2 separate regions of the Ovis aries genome follow, and region 2 is linked to region 1. The links are chromatin contacts, called in public Hi-C maps. All regions are on one chromosome and are shown on one strand. Each heading gives the region's core, a stretch centred on a gene start, on an enhancer-like site or on the middle of the called end of the contact. The rest is flanking DNA. Distances are from core to core; before and after follow the strand shown.

Region 1 (3,008 bases), core at 322-2,821:
TTTCGCACTGCGATGACATATTTTGGCCCTGATGCAGCCCCTCTCCTCTCCTGGCTTCTTCCTTTAGACTCCCAAGCAGCTGCCCAGGACATCTCTCTTGCTCCCCTTTGCTCTGGAGTCTCAGGATTAAGAGCATGCGGGCTCTGAGTGCTCACACTACTCACAGAACGTGAGCATCCCTGTTTATACCCAAGGAAATGGGCATCAAAACAGTGCTCTGAATCCAGGGACCCTGGACTTGCAAAATGTGAAGTATGGTATTCTTAGCTCCTTCCTCCAAAACCGGTGAAACCTGCCCTCCAGCCTGTATCCCTGAGACCCGCCTCCTCTTCTCCAGCAATGACCTGAATTCAGGAATCAGCTGCACTTCTAGGCTGATGACAATAGCAAATCACTCCCACAATTGCCCTCAGAAATGACAAATGACATAAGCTCGACTCCTCATAGACTTGGAGGAAGCTTGCACACCACACACACGCATACATACATACACACTGCAAACACACCATGCAATTCTTACTCACACACTACACACACCACACACACACTGCAAACACACCATACTCACACACTACACACCATACATATACCATATGACGCAACACCGTATCTCAGACACACACACACACGCACACACACACACTCGCACCAATTACACAGACACACACCCACCACCATGGCTCACAGCTGAAAGCTTCCCTTGGACATTTCTGCTCCTGGGTAGGTGGTTTCTTGGCCTCACTAGGGGGCGTCCCTTCCCCTTCCCTTCTGCCTCCCCTGCCTCTCCCTCTTGGAATACTTCCCCTTCTGGAATCCTTGACCTCCTCTCCATCAAGCAGAAGGGCCCAGTGACCCCCCTCCCTGGCTCCAACACTTCCCGGCAGCCCTCATTCCTTTGCTCACCCCTCCCCATCTGCCAGGACGGTCATGCCCTGCTCTCTCAGAGGGTAAGTCCAGTGGATCCAAGGTTCTGGGCTGTCACCTCAAGGGTGTCCATTCTTCTTCCCTCTAAACTTGCTGTTTGCTTCCCTATCTCTTGCTCCAGTTCTAAGATTTATTCTGTATCCATTCTTGTTTATTCTACGTCTCTATTGAAAGCCCTCCTTTGATCCCGTGTGAGAGGTCTGTGGTAAAAAGAAAAGATGGACTGACAGCTCAGACTGCCTGGGTCCAAGTCCCAGTACACATGCAGCCCTGTCATGTGACTGGGCCTCAAAATTGAGGCGAATAACAGTACCCGCTTTAGAGGGTCGCCGTGAGGTTCAAGTGTCTTAGTGCTTCAAAGCCAGCCTGGACCACAGGGATACCCTGTAAGCCCGTGGTCATGGCTATTGTTGCCACTGAGACTGGTGATCTGTGGGATTTCAGTAGCAGCCTTTGGGATCCCTTTGCATCATCCCTACTGCCCCGCCTGTAGCCCAGCCCACCTACACTGGGACCTCCATCTTGGTGACAAGTGGCTCTTTCACCAGGCACCTGCCGTATCAGCGGGTTGAGCAATACCTGGGGAGGCTGGGAGGGTCAGTGCCACGGCCTTGATTACATTTTCCTCCAAACCAAATCCGGCTGCACTTTGTATCCCATGCCTGCCCCGCCCCTCTGCATTTACAGTGACCTGATGAAATCCTGTGTGATAAGTAGGTGAGTTCGATAGTGAAGCAAGTCAGTGACTTTGTCTTTTGCTTATTCCAAGTCCTGCTATGTCATAACTCTTCCAACACCTGATCTGAAGAAAATCATGTCCTCTTCATCATTCTCCATTGGCCCTTCAAACATTGACTTGTCCTGGAGCCCCACAAAGTGCTCTGTCTACTGCTCATCTCTCTGTAACAGGAGCCCCACCAGCTCTGGGCAGCCTGGGAAAATCTTCCATTCCTACCTGGGTTTCTCAGCAACCCCATTTTGGTGCCCACCTGAAAACACCCCACTGAGCTCCATGTTCTGTCCCCTCTGGGACTTGCTTTAGGCAGCATCAAGGCGGGGGTCCACCTAGCTACATCAGGAAGTAGTTCTCTCTCCCATGTGCCTGGAGCCAAGGGTGGGTGAATGGGCTTCAGGGAGGGGGCTGTCCCAGACTCTTCCAGGTCTGAAATGCCTTGCTAGGTTGGCAGAAGGAAGCCACTGATGGTTTGGGAGCACGCCAGGACCTTCCGTCCCCCCTACACAGTGTGATACCTCTAACACTATGACTTGAGCCCAGATTGATTTGGGGCACAGAGTGAATCTCTCAGGTCCGATCTGCATTTCCAATGTGCTTGCAGCTACGTGAGTTCAGACACCCTCAGAGTGGACTCGCTCGAAGAGCAGTTTCGAGAGGACTTCGTGTCCATCAATTACCTCTTGCCAGATGACAAAGTGACCGCTTTACACCACTCGGTGTACGTGAGGTTAGTGACCAGGGGGTGCTGGGTCCACTCTGTCTAGTCATGCACCGAGTTTGAGCATGAGGTTGTGTTCTCCAAGTGCAAGTTGAGGGCTTGGCCAGTTTGGTTAGATAGGGTGGACACACCAGGCTGGAGTACAGGAACTTAACCCCAAACCAGGCAGATAGAGCCCAGCAGAGAAACGGAGGAAGGATGATGAAGGGGTCACCTGATGCAGATAAGTGCGGTACTGCCTGGGCACATAGTGGGCGCTGCAGATGTGTTTGGGGGAAAGAAGGGAGGGAAGGAAGGAGGGGAAAATATTAGAAAGAAAGGAATTAAGAAAGAAACTTAACTTTATTTACAAAGTACTTAAATGTTCACCATTTGTATTAGATGTTTCCCCAAATAACTTGTCAATCAGTCGCTCAGTCGTGTGACTGACTCCTTGCGACCCCATGGACTGCAGCCTCCCAGGTTCCTCTGTCCATGGGATTTCTCAGGCTAGAATACTGGGGAGGGTAGCCATTTCTTTCTCCAGGAGATCTTCTAAGGAAGGTGAAATGAGGTATCCATAAATGACAGGTGCCCGAAGCTTAGAGGGGTCACCTGCCTGATGCAAGGAGGTACCACAGGCTTTCTGAA
Region 2 (3,008 bases), core at 169-2,668, 78 kb before region 1:
CCCGCACTTCTGGCAGTCAGTTTTTCTGACTGTCAAATTTTCTGCAATACAATACAAGCCTGCTGCCAACAGATGCCGAAGTGAAAATTCCAGTCTTGCAAAAGACATAAGATTTCATGGAATCGATTAAGGTTGGAGGACTGCTCAAATCACAAACAAAACTACTGGGAGAGGTGCTGGCAAAGTTAGACTGAATTACAATCGGGTATAAGACCGCCTGGAAGAGGGCATGGCAACCCACTCCAGTATTCTTGCCTGGAGAAGTCCACAGACAGAGGAGCCTGGCAGACTACAGTCCATGGGGTTGCAAGGAGTCAGACATGACTGAAGCGACTTGGCATGCACGGGAGACCACCGACAAAGGAGACATAATAAGGCCTTCAAAACACAGCAGCTTTAATTCAAAGGAGAATGAAGAGCTCTTGGGAAAAATCACAGGCCAAACATTTCTGTGAAAAGGATCACCCTGGTGCACGTACTCTGTTGGTCAGTCACAGGATCTACAATGATGTGATGCTCTCAAAAACTTTGCCAGAACCATTATGAGAGCCCCACTGCCATCGCTCACTTTGGCTTATTCCTTATTCCAAGAATTTGAGCAGAAATGCAGTTTTGCCTAATTTACCTTTGGGTAAAAACCAGATAAGACTAACCCATGTTCATAATTTTTAGTTTATCAAGCCAGAGTCTAAATCAAAACCCATTTTTTTCACTCGTTACTTGAATTTTGGTTTCCGTTTCAGTTGGACTGTCTTTGTGGTCAGGAGAACTTCCTGATGAATTTTTAAATAATTGCTTTTGGAATGACCATCAGCCCCACTGAGATGAAAGGCCATGAGTGCACAGCCCTCTGAGATCAGGATCCCAGAAAGAAACAGATGGCTCTTTCAAAACAGGATCATTGGAGGGCACACCTAACAAAGGACCATCCTGAGGGGTGCAGGGAACTGACTGAGGGCCAGGAACTGGGCTGCAGTCCTGGGATTTCCAAGCCTTCATCTGCTGAGCAGGACTTAGCAGGCAGGCATCTCTTTTCTGCAGGTCTAGGGACCCTGTGAGCAAGGAGCCAGCAACATGGTTGCCCTGCTGTCCCTGGGCCTCCTCCCTGGTGGTTGGGCACTGCTCTCTTCATGGGGGCCCCATTATTCCCACCAAGATGGGGAATTCAGCCCCAACTTCACTTCCAGCTTGGAGAGGACAGACTCCCGCAGCTCCTTAAGGATGCTTTTTTTTTTTTTTTTGCCATCTGGCCTCTAGGGAGAGGGCTGCAATTAGGGGCTGGCTGAGTCAGCTTCGAACAGCAGACCCATTTCCACAGTTCTATTTCCCTGAGCCTTTGGCCTCTGTTCTGCACAGCAGGCCAGGGATTTCAAGCAGTTTTACCTCATTAATTCTAAACCACCCATGTTCAGGCTTCAGTGAGTCAACCTGGTAGATTATTAAACACCCTCTCAGGGCTTGAGCCAAATGCAAACCCCAGATGAGAGAACCTGTAAACATTCCAGCCAAATATAGGTGTTTTTCCATCCACTTGGTCCAGTAGTCTGACTCCACGTCCACGTGGCCCCCCAGGCTCTGCTGGTGGCACCAGGTGGACCTGTGATCCTCTCCCTGGGGGTGCCATCTCCCGCCCCCGCTCCAGTGTGTATGCGGGGGTGTCCTGTGCTTCATTCCCTGGGCTCTGCTGGCCTCAGCTCTCTTCTAGGTCTTGGGGCGTGAGAGGCGGTGGGTGGGTCCTGGGCAGAACAGCCATCAGATTGCAAAGCCACCTGCCCCCAGCAAGTGCTGAAAGGCTTTAAGAACAGAGGTTGGCTTCCCTAAGGGAGGGACACACAGGAGTGAAGGAGCGAGGCTTGGGGGGAGGAGAAGGCGAGTGGAGCTTCCAGCGGGGTCCACGCAGGTCAGAGACATCCAGCTCTGCACCTGCGAACCCAGCCCTCACCACAGACTCTGGCACCACGTGCACACGCAACAGTCAACCTTGCAGGTTTGGGCAAGAGTTGTTTTAGGAGCCCCACAGCGCAGGCGCCGTCCCACCTACCCAGGCAGGCCCGAAGCAGCATTGCGCATGCGTGCTTCAGGCTCCTTGCTGCCGGTTGCGTTCCACTTGGTCGTCTGTCTTTCTGTCTTCTTCCTCAGACATCTGGAGGAAGATAAGAAAATGACCATTAGTTGAAATGCGGTCTATGCCTCTGAAAGAAAGTGAAACTGAAGTCACTCAGTCGTGTCCGACTCTTTGTGACCTCGTGAACTGTAGCCTACCAAGCTCCTCTGTCCATGGGATTCTCCAGGCAAGAATACTGGAGTGGGTTGCCATTTCCTTCTCCAGGGGATCTTCCCGACCCAGGAATCGAACCCGGGTTTCCTGGGTTTCCCGCATTGGAGACAGACGCTTTAACCTCTGAGCCACCAGGGAAGCTATCTTCCCTAAATTCAGGGTCTTCTTTTGCTGAGACTTAAAGAAAAAAAGGAATAAGTGGTTTGCTTAAGGCTCCACCCAAGCAGCCCCACTTTCCGTTGGGTCCCTGGGAGTCCCATCCGGGAGCAAAAATCTTTGCACCCTTCCCCCGCGGCCTGGGGGCAGTCCCCAGGGGGCCTCTCGCCAAGACCACGTGTTGATGCTGGTCCTGTGAAAACAAAGCTGGCCTCCTGCAGGCTCATCAAACACGGCTTTAACAATTGCAATATTGTAATTGTAACTACCCGGATTACAATTATTGTAATCCGGGTAAGTATGCAGTAATTTATTTTCCCATAACTGAATTTTGGCAGGAACAACTTACTGGTTAGTCTTTACTGAGCTCTTGGGAGTATCCTCAAACTCCCAGGAACCCCCATGAAGGGTGGATGGGGTCCCAGGAGCTTCTCTGGGGAGAGGGGTCATTGCAGTGCAGAGCCTCAGACTGCAAGGTGGTGTGTGCATTTTTGAATTTCCATGTAGTGAAGACCTTGTTATTTCTTCATCAAAATTGTAAGAAGGAACAAATATGCACATATGTAAATACATG

Evidence for each region. A called contact is a pair of places that touch in the nucleus more often than the background predicts.
Region 2: a Hi-C map of mixed tissues shows a contact between it and region 1, with 2.2 times the contacts expected there. The contact joins two enhancer-like sites. A contact is called at or near these places in 2 of 16 Hi-C or Micro-C datasets (liver and mixed tissues).

The regions. Positions count from the first base shown.
Region 1 is chr1:263,356,439-263,359,446 of ARS-UI_Ramb_v3.0, reverse strand. It overlaps TMPRSS3 (transmembrane serine protease 3), which reads left to right. Exons shown (of 13, transcript XM_060405839.1): 6 at 2,262-2,387. Among named protein-coding and RNA genes, the nearest start is that of TMPRSS3, 11 kb to the left of the region's middle. Within about 2 kb of position 1,571, at least 4 of the 54 cell types and tissues checked have an H3K27ac peak or open chromatin away from gene starts, as enhancers often do.
Region 2 is chr1:263,434,596-263,437,603 of ARS-UI_Ramb_v3.0, reverse strand. No RefSeq gene overlaps it. Among named protein-coding and RNA genes, the nearest start is that of SLC37A1, 19 kb to the left of the region's middle. Within about 2 kb of position 1,418, at least 13 of the 54 cell types and tissues checked have an H3K27ac peak or open chromatin away from gene starts, as enhancers often do.